Regions from separate parts of the Sus scrofa genome. Here region 2 is linked to region 1. A link is a contact called in public Hi-C data. All regions are on one chromosome and are shown on one strand. The core of a region is the stretch at or near the end of the contact, and the rest is flanking DNA. Distances in the headings are between cores, read along the strand shown.

The links. Hi-C and Micro-C count contacts between places; a contact is called where the count stands out from the background.
Region 2: a contact with region 1 is called in a Hi-C map of embryonic fibroblasts, with 2.4 times the contacts expected there. The contact joins the promoter of GNL2 here to the promoter of DNALI1 in region 1. A contact is called at or near these places in 1 of 5 promoter capture datasets (liver), 7 of 47 Hi-C or Micro-C datasets (differentiating spermatogonia, embryonic fibroblasts, epiblast stem cells and 3 more) and 2 of 2 datasets of contacts at active chromatin or transcription factors (alveolar macrophages and skeletal muscle).

The regions. Positions count from the first base shown.
Region 1 is chr6:93,610,907-93,617,192 of Sscrofa11.1, reverse strand. It overlaps DNALI1 (axonemal dynein light intermediate polypeptide 1), which reads right to left and starts at 4,930. Exons shown (of 7, transcript XM_003361926.3): 1 at 4,224-4,930; 2 at 4,108-4,222; 3 at 3,441-3,586; 4 at 2,452-2,621; 5 at 788-966; 6 at 291-455. The coding sequence starts at 4,252. It overlaps SNIP1 (smad nuclear-interacting protein 1), which reads left to right and starts at 5,024. Exons shown (of 4, transcript XM_021095969.1): 1 at 5,024-5,340. The coding sequence starts at 5,117.
Region 2 is chr6:93,641,594-93,648,349 of Sscrofa11.1, reverse strand. It overlaps GNL2 (nucleolar GTP-binding protein 2), which reads left to right and starts at 2,370. Exons shown (of 16, transcript XM_021095967.1): 1 at 2,370-2,586; 2 at 4,200-4,284; 3 at 5,781-5,875. The coding sequence starts at 2,523.

The DNA of each region.
Region 1 (6,286 bases), core at 3,681-6,180:
CTACATATGCCACGGGTGCAGCCCTAAAAAGACAAAAAAAAAAAAAAAAAGCAAGCCAGGCTGAGGTATTGTGGGATTCAGAGTTGAGAATGGAGCCCCCTCTGGAGGCAGATGGACAGAGAATCTGGCTGATGATCCCTCACCCCCAAGTCCACTTCCTTTACTCCTTGACAGGGCACTGGACAAGAACTGAAAGTCATCACAGGACAGGGAACGGAAGGCTTGGCCTGCTTGGCTGGCAGGGTTGGCGGGAGTGAGGGGCGGGCCCACTGGGCCTGCTGGTCGGTTACCTTCAGCTGCTGATTGGTCCTCTTGAGGAATTGAATCTCCTCGTTGTGCTTCTTCTCCTCCACCTGTCTCCTCTCACTTTCCCGCTTCTCTGTGGCCTCGCATTTTGCCTTCTGCTCATTCACTTGCCTCTCCAAATCTCGCTTTTCTGTCTCTAATTCTGCAATCTGAGGACAGAACCCACAGTCATCCTGGGAAGTCGCCAAGTGTACGGGGCAGTGTGAGTGCATGGATGGAGGGGACCAGGGACACAGCTGTCCAACCCAAGGCATTGCCAGGGTCTGTACTGCCACCCAGTGGGAGGTCAGGGACTGGCAGACCATGTCCAAGGGGAGACCACTCTGCCAGGACTGGGGCTGGCACTCTGGACCAAAGGGCTTACTGAGGTGATGAGAGAGCACCCCAGGGGGGGCAGAATTAGGTGCTGGCATGACAACCTGTGGCCCTGAGATCCACGGGAGAGTCAAGAGGCCCAAAAGCTCCTGGTAGACCCACTCACTTTCCTCTCCATGTCTGACTTCCCCTGTTCTGCCTGCAGCGCCTTCCTCATGCCAAACGCCACACTGCTCTCATACAGGGTCTGGTAGGCAGCGATGGTCATGCGGATCTCGTCCCGGACCCGCAGCAGCAGCAGCCCCCGCTCTGCACAGTTGATGGTGACCTCACGGATCAGCTCATCTTCCAAGGCGCGCACACACACACACACACACACACACACACACACACACATGGTGAAGTCAGAGAAAGCAGGCAGGAGGGGAAATGCAAACCACCTACTGTCAGGGGCACCAGGGTGAGTCCTTCCCACTTGGAGACAGGCTTTAGGCTTTGCCATGCAGCCACTGCCCTGAACCTGACACTTGGGAGTACAGGCCATCTGAAAGCATGGCTTGGCCAGCACAGAGGGAGACAAGAGCCCAGGTTTGTCTGCAGCTGTGGGGCCCTTCTCTTCCACCCACCATCAGGCAGAAACTGCTATTCAAAGAAACCTGACTTTTTGGAGTTCCTGTCGTGGCTCAGCAGTAATGAACCTGACTAGTACTCATGAGGGTTAAGGATCCGGTGTTGCCGTGAACTGTGGTGTAGGTCATAGACGTGGCTTGGATCTGGTGTTGCTGTGGCTGTGGCGTAGGCCAGTAGCTATAGCTCTGATTTGACCCCTAGGCTGGGAACTTTCGTATGCCACGGGTGCGGCCCTAAAAAAAAATTAAGTAAAAAAAATAAAGATGGTGGCTGTTTTAAAGCAGCTGAGCAATCCCCTGTACCCCTGGATGGACCAGACTGGGGCTGGAAACAGCAGGGTCTCCAGCCTACCCATCCATCCCCTCATAAAGGCTGACTTGGAGGGCAAACCAGAATCATACTCAGACTGAAGGCAGCCTGCTAGGCCCCCTAAGCAGCCTCAGGGTTTGGCCGCAGTTTGCACATCCAAGTGACATGGGCCAGTGAGACCAGACTGAGGGCCAGCCATCTGACACCAGCACCCCAGGAGGGTGCTCTCAAACCCCTTGTCTGTCGGCTTATTGTTGTTAAACCGCCATACAGTTGTTATCACCCTGAAAGATTCCTCTGGACCAAAGGCTGAATGTCGATAGATGGATATAAATATGGAACATTAAGTTTTTCTCTTTTTTTTTGCTTTTTAAGGCCGCAGCTGTGGCATATGGATGTTCCCAGGCTAGGGGTCAAATCGGGGCTGCAGCTGCCAGCCTACGCCACAGCAAGACCAAATCCAAGCCGCATCTGAGATCTACACCACAGCTTTACTGCAACGCTGGATCCTTAACCCAGTGAGCAAGGCCAGGAATGGAAATCCCATTCTCACGGACACTATGGTGGGTTCTTAACCCACTAAGTCACAAAGGAACTCCAAAACATTAAGTTTTTCTGATGAAAAAAAAAAAAAAAACCTGACGTAGGCTTATTTTAGAAACCTTTAAAAAAAAAAAAAAAAAGATTTGAAATTGATGTTCTTGTCTGACTCCAAACAGCTAAGGGGTGAAGAACCAGGTTTGCTAGGAATGTGGTGACTGGCAGGGGATGGGGGTCCTGAGAAGGGGAAGAGGGTGCATTTAGCAGTTCCTGGGTGGGGCAGGTCGGGATCTGTGCTGACGGGGAAGGAGGCACTAGGGGGTTGAGGACCCTCCCTCTCGGACTGCTCACCGAAACACTGGGAGTACAGCTCCCTGCGCACAGGGCAGATGCCGGTCTCCCGGGCCTGGCGCTGCTGCAGCTTCAGGTCCAACTGCTCCTGCAGGTGCACCACGTCCATCCTGGTGCTGGGGGTGCTGGACACCTGCTGGATCCATAGCTGTGTGTCCTCCACCCATTCCCTGTGGCACAGACAGAGCCGGGCTGAGTGAACCCCATCCACCAGAGAGGGTCACTGGGAGGGGAGCAGAGGTGGGCCTTTGTGTTCTCTGCTTGAGAGGAGCGAGGGGCAGCTCTGTCCCTGACCCACCAGAATCCTCCATCTCCTCCTTTTCCTTAAGGAGTGTGTGGCTCCAAAGCCACACCCACTGTGCAACCTCCAAGGGGCCCCTCCCCTGGGGCTGGGCAGTCTTCATTCTTCCAGGACCCTCTGTGAAGTCATCACCCATGTTCCAGATCTTAACCACTGACCATGGTGAGGACAGATCTATGGCGGTTGTTACTGAATGGAAGGCCCAGAGGAAATTCCCACTGACTTGACGGGGTAGGAGACACAGGGGACCATAGACCTGCGCCAGCCGGAAAGAGGTGAATGTATGTATTGCAGGCCATACCTCTATGGCCCCCCCATACTGACCAAGGATGAGCAGGTTGGGAGAAGGAAGACATTGTGATTTAGTTTGAGACATGTTAAGTTTGAGAAGTGTATTAGACATTTTCATGAAGGTAATGAGAACAGAGCAGAATATATGCGCATGGAGTTTAGGGGAGAGGACAGGGCTAGATCCAGCATATGGGCGCCATCAGCATTTAGAGCACTCTGAAAATGAGGAGATGTCTCCCCCCAACCCTCAGCATCTAGCCATCTGCAAGTTCTAGGAACTCTGGGATGCTAGGAAGAAATCCCAGCCAGAAACAGAGACAGGGTGCCTCCTCACACATTCCTAAGTTCTAGGATGCAAAAGTCTGGGCTTCCGCCCAGCCACTGCTTTTTTTTTAACCTTGGCGGCAGAATGGCATTCAAGATTTCTTCTGCCTGCTTTGTAGGATCTGGGACACAGGAAGTTGAGGGGAGCTTGGTCTTCGGTGGCTGTGGGACAGGACCTGAGGGTCCAGGCTGCTGGGGGCTGACTTTCAGTAGCCGAGCCTGAGAAGGAAGGACAAGGTGGGACAGGAGGTGATTTAGACACTCAGCTCCACACACTTTGGCAGGCTTTCACCGGGTCACTCGCATACCTCTCCCCCATTCTCAGATCACTCTTCCTCATTAGAAGTTATGTTTCAGAGCTGAAGGAGGCCATGAAGAATCTCTGGTCCCACCCCAACTCAATGCTTCTATCTCCTTGTGCAGATGTTGCTCAGGCCTTTACTTTCTTACCTTTAGAGATGGGGCCAGTCACTATCAGATCTATCCTTGTACACTACCTGGATAGGGCAGGGAGCCCCATCCATCTCTCTGTGACTTTTTTTCCCATCCTAAATCTGCCCTTAGGATCACCCAACATCTGGGCTTCTTGTACCGCTCTCCCACCCTCCTTGCCTGGTCCTAATTCCCTTTATTCCCAGTCACTGCACCCTCTGTCCCTTGGGACTCCCAATCCTCAAGGCAGGGATCTGTCATTCCCCGTGGGAGTTTCCGAGCTCCCCCATCCTGAGACTCCTCCTTACTTTGGGACTCCGTTTCTCCGTGTTGCGGCTCACCAATACCGGGGTATCATACTTGAGCAGAGAGTCGGCGGGGGGGATCATGGCGGCGGCGAGGGTAGCAGCACAGCAGCGACCCTCCTGTCAGGGCAGTGTTTGCCGTCGCCATGGAAACGTCCTTGACATCCTCATGGCCTGGGCGGGGCTTCGAGGCGGGGCGGGGCCAGCAGCTCGAGAGTTTCTTTCTGCTCAACCTTCGAGGAAAGTTCTCCTGCGTTTAGCTTGTCAAGCCTCCTGCTCACCGGGATCGCCTTAGCACTCTTGGAAGCAGGGGAAACTTGAGTTCTGGATCCCTTCGCTGCGTCCAGCTCACGGTTTGAGTAAGGCGCAGATCACTTTCGCTGATCCTGGATTTTGTCACCCGCAAATGGAATCATTTGACTCCTCAGTGAAGGCTGAGGAAGATTCCCAGAGGAAGGCATTTAAAGTTCCCAGGTTTTAAAAAGAGTTTGCCTTTAATGGAGAAATGGCGACGATTTGCCCGGCCGACGATTTGCCCGGGCTACGATCTGTGATTGCATTTCCTTCTCTTCCCCTTTCCTTCGTATTTCCAAACGTAAATGTCATCACAGTCTGCGCACAATTTTGCATCTTGCTTCTTCCATTTAACAAGTCAGACTTTTTTCCATTTGTCGTATAGTTTGTAAATACCATTGCAAATGGTGACATAATCTCTTTTCTACTGCTGGATGTGTAGTTTGTCCCCATGTTTAGTAACTAGTAATAACGCGTCAACAAACAACCTTGAGAGGAGCTTTTTCCCCCCAATTTGTTTTTGAAACCTAAAACTCCCGCCCCACAGAGTCGGGTCCCTAAGGCCCCGCCCACTCGGGATTCTGATCGCGTTATCCGCCGCGAGGGTTTCTGGGAGAGCGCGCACCCGGAAGCGGAAGTCCAGGACTCAAGTCCGTCATTTCCTTCACGGAGAGGAGCGCGACGGTCCTGTTTTTCCTTGGCTCAGCCGTTTCACAGCATGAAGGAGGTGAAGAGCGAGCGGGAGCGGGGAAGTCGGCGAAGGCACCGGGACGGGGACATGGTGGCGGCGGCGACGGTGGTGGTGAAGCAGGAGCGCCTCAGCCCGGAATCCGCGCCTCCTGTCCATCGCCGTCCGGACTCCTCCGGCGGTAGCCCTTCCCCGCTGGCCGGCGAGTCAGGCCGCCCCGGTCACCGCGGGAACCGAGCTCGAGGAGGTAGCCGGTAAGTGGGAAGCAGCCTGGGGTAGACCTGAGGTCGGGCTTTTTGAGAAAGGGGGACAGGGCTGGCACCAGGAGCACACCTTGAATGCTGAGCGCGGCAGCTTGAATTAATCCTAAGGCGATAGAAGTGACCGGTTGTGAGTGTGTTAACGTTTACTCTGATACCTGTTACTTGCGTTATACCTGGGCGTTAAACGCCTAATGCCTGATGGGCAAGTTCTTGCTCCTTCATCTCTGTGTGCTCAGCATTTCTCCGAGTATGGTCCAGCTGATGACAATGATAGTTTATGTTGAAATGAAAGATTTTTCCCACCTGCCTCCAAATGGGGTTATTTTTTCAGTTATCTGCCCCAAGAAGTTTTCATATCCTGAGCCTAGGTGATCTGTCTGATATTCTGGGGGGAAATTGTCTTTTGCGAACAATTTATTCATTCATTCGACATAGTTTTGTCGAGTACTTATTATGTGCTAAAGACCTCATAGGTTATAAAATAATGTGGAAAATAGCTATGTACAATTTTTTAAAATATAAATGTATATGTGGAATTTGAATCAAACTGTAAAATTATACACAGATAAAACTGAAATAAAGAAAATAATGGGAGTTCCCATTGTACCTCAGCAGTAACGAACTGGACTAGTATTCTTGAGGACTATGAGGATGTAGAATTCATCCCTGGCCTCGATCAGTGGGTTCAGGATCCAGCGTTGCCATAAGCTGCATTGTAGGTCGAAGATGCGGCTCTGATCCTGTGTTGCTATGGCTGTGGCGTAGGCCAGCAGCTGTGGCTCTGATTTGACCCCTAGCCTGGGAACTTCCATATGCTAAGGGTGTGGCCCTAAAAAGACAAAAAAAAAAAAAAAAAAAAAAAGGAAGAAAGAAAGAAAAAGAAAAGAAAATATGAGGCAGGCAGGCAGGCCGTCCTGGGTATTGGGGTGGAAAGAAT
Region 2 (6,756 bases), core at 1,121-3,620, 34 kb before region 1:
TTAGCTTGACCTTCCTGGATCAGGTTTATTATCAGCTGGTAGAACTGAAGTTGGTTGTTGGGATCAGCAAATACTGCTGTAAAAGGATTGATGGATCAGATTATAAAAATAGATGGAAAGTTCATATGTTAAATGCAAGCTGAGTATGAGAACAGGAGAGAAACAACCCACCATATCATCTGGGAAAATGAAACTCCTTGGCAAGACTTCACAACAGCCTGATTCAAAATTTCATAATGAAATTATGTCTCTGATCAAAGCCTTGAATGAGCTCATGGGCTGATTTTTGCCATTCGTGTTTATTCTGGTTTGAACCTAATTGAGGCATCAGAAACATATTATCCTTGTCTCTTCTCTGGAAGTGGGCTTTTGCACCCTTGTTTAGGGGACCAAAGGGACAGTGTGAGGCAGAAGGGGACAACTTTGGATCTTCACAGGGCATGAAGTTGCTTCTGACCAGCTCTCAGATGCTCCTTCAAACACCGTGTCAAGGTCAGGGCCATTTCAGCAAAGTTGTGTTTAAGCTCCTGCTATTGCCCTGGGGGCAATAAAAGTGATTCTCAAGGGAGAGAAGGTATTTCCCACTCCTGTCTAGGGCATGGCCTGTTTTTTCTCTAGAAAGAATGTTTGGGAGTTTGTTTGTTTCAGACTCACAGACTCAGTCATCCGTCCCACAATTCGAGGACCTCACTTTATATCAAGTTGTTTGTTTTTCTGGGATGAGCTACACGCCAGCACAGGATCCACCTTCTTCCTGCCTAAGTACTTCTTCTCTGGCCTCTCCCGTAGGAGAGGATGGACCACAGTGATGGACCCTTCCTGGCAACTTGAAGTGCCAAAAAAAGAGGGAGGTTGAAACACAGACACCTAGAGACTTTATTTTAGCTAGTCAAAACAGAAACTGCTAGGTCTTACTGCCCTCATTTCCCTTCAGGAATGTGGAGATATTCCCATCTGCTAGTGACTAAATGTTATGTATTGACAAAACTTATGTATTGAAACTCTAATCCCTGATGTGATGGTATTGGGAGGATAATTAGGTTTAGATGAGGTCATGAGGATGCAGCCCATGATGGGATTAGTGCCCTTCTAAGGAGAGGAAGAGACCAGTGACCTTCCCCTTTCCCCAGCCTGTGAGGATACAGTGAGAAGATAGATGTCTACAAGCTAGGAAGAGAGTTCTCACTAGGAACCAAACCATGCGGGCACCCTGACCTTTGACTTCCCAGCCCCCAGCATGATGAGAAATCAATGTTTGTGGTTTAAGCCACTCAGTCTATGGTATTTTTTTATAGCAGCCCTAGCTAAGATGTCATCCATTCATTCCTTCATTCAGTGAATATGTATTTAGTCCTTACTATATTTCAAGGTTTTTTTGAAGTCTTGTAGACACAGCAGTGAACAAACTTTTGAGGTCTCTACTCTCAAGAAGCTTGCAATCCAGTTTGGGGGAAGCAGCCGATAAACTTGGAAACAACCTAATTTCAAGTAAGAATAAGTGCCATGAAATAAATACAACCAAATACTATAAGCGAATAACTACAGAAGAATGGGAGATGGCTGAGTTAGACCAATTAGACAGGAAAGACTTCTCCCAGAAGAAAGGGTTGCCGGATAAAATACAGGATGCCCAATTAAATTTGAATTTCATATAAATAATAAACATGTTTAGTATAAGTATGTCCCAAATATTGCCTGGGGCATACTTATACTAAAATATATTCCATTGTTTATCTGGAATTCAAATTTAACTGGGGAAAGAATAACAAATTTAATTGGGCAATCCTGTTTTTTTATTTGCTAACACTTGCAACCCTACCAGTAGGTGACATTTGAGCTAAGAACTGAAAGATCAGAAGGAACTAGCTATGCAAAGGTTTAGGGAAATGATGATTCAGGCAGAAGGAACAGCCAGTGTAAATGTCAGAATAACCAGAAGGAGGGAGGTACAAATGAGGTCAAGTAAATACGCAGGGACCAGATCATGCAGAATTCTGCAGGAATGGCCAAGAGTTTAAATCTCTCTCTCTTTCTCTCTCTCTGGAATTTTAAGAAGGGTGACAAGATCTAGTTGGTATTTAGCTGCTGTGTGGTCGGCGACGTTTGGAAGGGCTTAGAGGACAAATTCAGAAGATAATTAAACTCAAGCTTGTGTCATTGACCTGGGAAGAGGCACCTAAGTTTGTGCGTGGACTCCACTAGCGGTTCTAGGCCGCGCGTCCTGGGTAACCAGGCGGTTGCTATGGAATGTAGCTTGGCGGTTGCTAGGGAGAAAGCGAGGCGGGGCTGGACGCAAGGAAACATCTAAGAGGCCGGCGCGGGGGCGGAGCCAGGAGTGCGGCGGCGCGCGTTCGCCGGAAGTCGTTCGGGGGAAGCACGGGGTGCGAGCGGAAGTGACGTCGGCCTGCGCACGCGGTCCAGCGTAGTTCGAGCGGGTGACCTCGGTTCGTTTTGGGAAGTTAAGAGCTGTTTTACCTGACACAGGCCGGACCCAGCACTCCGGTCCCCGTCCCTTCGGCAAGATGGTGAAGCCCAAGTACAAAGGACGGAGTACTATCAACCCTTCTAATGCCAGCACAAATCCCGGTACAGGCAGCGGGGCTCGCGGAGGGTGGGGCTTTGGAGGAAGCTTGGGGGGAGGGACGCCGGGTGGTTTTACATGAACTGAGCTCAAGCAAAGTGGCCTTTGAGGATGAGAAGGAGGATAATTCCTTGTTCGGAGGCCCTGAGGAGGGCTGACTCTGGCACGTCCGTCAAGACTAGATGCCAGGCAATGGGTCTAAAGCCGGGAGAAGTGAACACTCAGGCCTGGCAGTCTTAGGGCGTCTCCGACTGAGAGGTGCAAGCTCCGAGTTGTCAGGGGGCTCTTAAATGTGACTTCTTGTGTTCCTGTGTGTGTCACGTGTTGAAGCCCCTTCCCCAATATAGTTCAGTCTTGTATGAGTCCAGCTCTCCAGCTCAAGGAATTACTAAAAGTAAATTAGATGAAATCAAGACTAAAAGGGATGTAGCCCGACCCAGCTGGCCTTTTGCACTGGCCCACACTTGCCTGCCACCTTTGCTTTGACCATTGAAATGAGAAAGAAATTGTAGATTTGGCTCTTGGGGTCGTCCCGTCTGGTAAAGTGCATAGAAAACGCTGCAGATAAATCACTACAGTCATTTCAGTAAAGATGTTTTTTAAGATGTGTGTGAGGTTCCACCACAAGATGAACAAGATAACTTTGGGGGGAGTCCCTTCCATTCGGGTTTGGTTAATAAAATGTATTAAGATATGGCTTAAAGGTTTTTTTTAAATTTTGATTCATGTTGAATGTTTTCCCTAGATTGCTGATAAATTATTCCGCTGGTGTAGACTGGAATTTTACAGTTAGACCCGATAAGGCCGTTACAGACCAAGACATGATAGATGAAGAGACCTAGCCAAAATAGGGCAAGTGGCTTGTCACAGTTGGTACAGTTAGTGAGTAGTAGAGCCACCAGTCCTGTGATTTCAGTCTGTTTTCTACTGCATCACTTCAGGAGTAGACAGGTGACTTGAGAAGCCAGGCCAGTATGCTCATTTGTCCTTTTTCTCTCTGAGGTGTAAGGCAAGAATTACTATTTATTTGCTGTTGATTACACTGAGATCAAACATTGGGAAATGAAAAAGCTGGTACATTAGGAACATATATGTATTAGAATCATAGTCTTCATGATGCTTTGCTTATAGCAGGTGCTCAGTATTTGTTAAACTGAGGCCCAGAGGAAGGCATCTTAGTAGTTAAGAACACAGGTCGTGGCCAGATGCTTTTGTCCAAATTCTGGCTCTGCCATTTGTGGCTTTGTACGAGATGTCTGCCTACTGTGCCTCAGTTTCTCACCTGCAGAATGGGGATAATGTATCTGTCTTTATAGGATTATTGTATAATGCCTGTAATGTGACTAGTAAAGTGCCATAATTAGTGCTCAGAAATAGTACCTGTTACCGTTATCAAACTCAGTCCTGTGGAGGGTTCAAGATTCTGTCCGCTTTGTCATGCATATACCATGTAGCTTCCTGTAATGATTTTGTGGGAGCAGCACATGGAGAAAGTGGGGAGTTTGCCATGAGGGGGCAGCTTGCCTACTTTGAGCAAACTGGTTGGTGTGTTTGAAGCAGTGGCTGTGCTTGGACTTGCTGGTTATCAAAAAGTGTGCCGGTCTGCTGTGTTTGCTAGATCGAGTGCAGGGCGCAGGAGGCCAGAACATGAGGGACCGGGCCACAATCCGCCGCCTGAATATGTACAGGCAGAAGGAGCGCAGGTGAGTGTGGGCACTCTCGTCCCTCCCCCTTTCCTAAATGCTCTTGGCTTGTAGCTGACACCTGTTGACCCTTTCATGTTCCCACCCCCACTTCCTCCAGATAAGAGTAGTGTATTTTCAAATATCATTTTATGTGATACACCTTAAATTGTTGGTTAAAGACCTGAGGAGTGGGTGGTGAAATAGTGCTTGTGTCGCAATGCTCCACAACCCCCTCCCTTCTTCGTTCCTCCCAGCCTTGGCCTCCACCACTGACCTGTTAAATCTCAGGGTGGACATCTGTCAGATGGAAATCTGGTTTTCTTTTCTTTTCTTTTTTTTTTTTTTTTTTCCTGGGGCCGCACCCAAGGCATATGGAAGTTCCCAGGCTAGGGGTCTAATCGGAGCTGTAGCTGCTGGCCTTTGCCAGAGCCACAGCAACACCAGATTCGAGCCGCATCTGCAACCTACACCACAGCTCACGGCAACGCTGGATCCTTAACCCCTGAGCGAGGCCAGGGATTGAACCCACAACCCCACTGTTTCTAGTCGGATTCATTAATCACTGAGCCACAACGGGAACTCCAGAAATCTAGTTTTTTTTTCTCTTTTTTTTTTTTTTTGTCTTTTTGCCATTTCTTGGGCCGCTTCTGTGGCTAATGGAGGTTCCCAGGCTAGGGGTCCAATCGGAGCTGTAGCTGCTGGCCTACACCAGAACCACAGCAATTCGGGATCTGAGCCGCGTCTGCGACCTACATCACAGCTCACGGCAACGCCGGATCGTTAACTCACTGAGTAAGGGCAGGGTTCGAACCTGCAACCTCATGGTTCCTAATCAGATTCATTAACCACTGCGCCATAACGGGAACTCCTGGTTTTCTTTGATAAAGCATATAGAACGGTATCATGAAAGCAGCCAGAAAACTTGTTTTTTAAATCACGACATTGCAGCACTTGGAAACTCATCACAACTCTGAGTTCTGCTGAGGCAGCCTCTGTCACGGGGACTTGCTGAGTGTGGCATTTTGCGAGCTGGTCTTAATTTGTTTGGTAATTGGATTCTTCATCCATTCTAAAAGATGTGTCTAAAACACAAATGTCAGTGAACTTAATCTGCCTTAGTCACCTACTCTGCAGTTTGTTTTAGAATTCTGAGTTCCAACATAAATCACCCTCTGCTTAAAATTCATTTAAACCAGCCTTCAAATAATTATCCCAAAAGACTCAAGTATGTGACTTTTTTTTATAAAGCAAACAGTAAACAGATTTTTAAACATGAGCATTAGTTGTTATTCATCAAGCAAAAATCATTACGTGCTCTGTTGCAAGAGGTTAAATGGCTTTGGGGCAATCTGTTTCAAATGTAGAAGTACTTTTTGTTTACTGAAGTCTGTATTTCATGATCACTTAAAACCGAGGGTGGGGCGAGGTCCTTTTGATGGAAGGAGTATTCTGTAAACCCAATTTTCCTGTTGCCTTTCTGTCGTCAACCAAAATCTGTTGCTTCCTCAATTTAGGAACAGCCGTGGTAAAGTGATTAAGCCTCTGCAATATCAATCAACGGTGGCTTCTGGCACAGTGGCGAGAGTGGAGCCAAACATAAAGTGGTTTGGTGAGTATCGTCCTCTGCTACTTTTGCTCAAGAAAATGTGCACTGTATGGAGAAGGGTAGAATGTCCAGATGTCTAAAAAGCAGGTGTTTGAGGGGGAGGGGGCTGTCAAGGACCACTTGAGAAAGGGATGAGATAAGACGTCCCCACCCTGGGAAAAGTGCAGAGAAAAGTATCGGTGGTGGCTTCCATAAATGACTTATTTTTAAGAGTTCATCATTGTTCATTGGGAGTAAACCCTCCTAAGCAGGTGAGCTCATCCTCAGTGACTAGCATTCCCAGACCTTAGAAGGCTGTCTCCTCGTTTCCCGTTGCCTGGAGGCATGACCTTTGAGAGGTGCCTTGCAGGTGTGTTTGTGCCTTTAGCTTGAAGAGTAAGTGCCTTGACCTGAAGCTCTGGAACACCTTTTCTTTGATGGGGTTGTATTCGGACCGAGTGACAATGAAAGGACCTCTCGTTGGTGCTCCCCAGGGGAGAGCAGTATCGACATAGGCGCCGGGAGGCAGCATTTCTTCCTTTGGAAACTCCACCTTCATTTCTTCTGGCCTTTCAGCCTTTCGCTCAGCCACTGCCGGGTGTGGGCACGTCAGATGCTCAGGCTCCAGGCTCTGCCTTCTCTTTGACCTCTGTGCTGGGGGGCAGATGGCCGCTACCTTTGAACATCTCTTGGGTCTTTTGTTGGGCTGGATACTCCCCCCAGGAAAGTGCAACACAGAAGAATGTCCCAAGAGAACTCCTTTGAGAAGCGTTTAGCATAGTGGCTAGCTACTGTGACTGATCCAGACCGCCCGGGTTTGAAGCCTAGTTTTGCTGTATCTGGGACCACAGGCGAGCTCTTAGGTTTGTTCATCACTTTTTTCATTTGTAAAATGAAGATAAAAA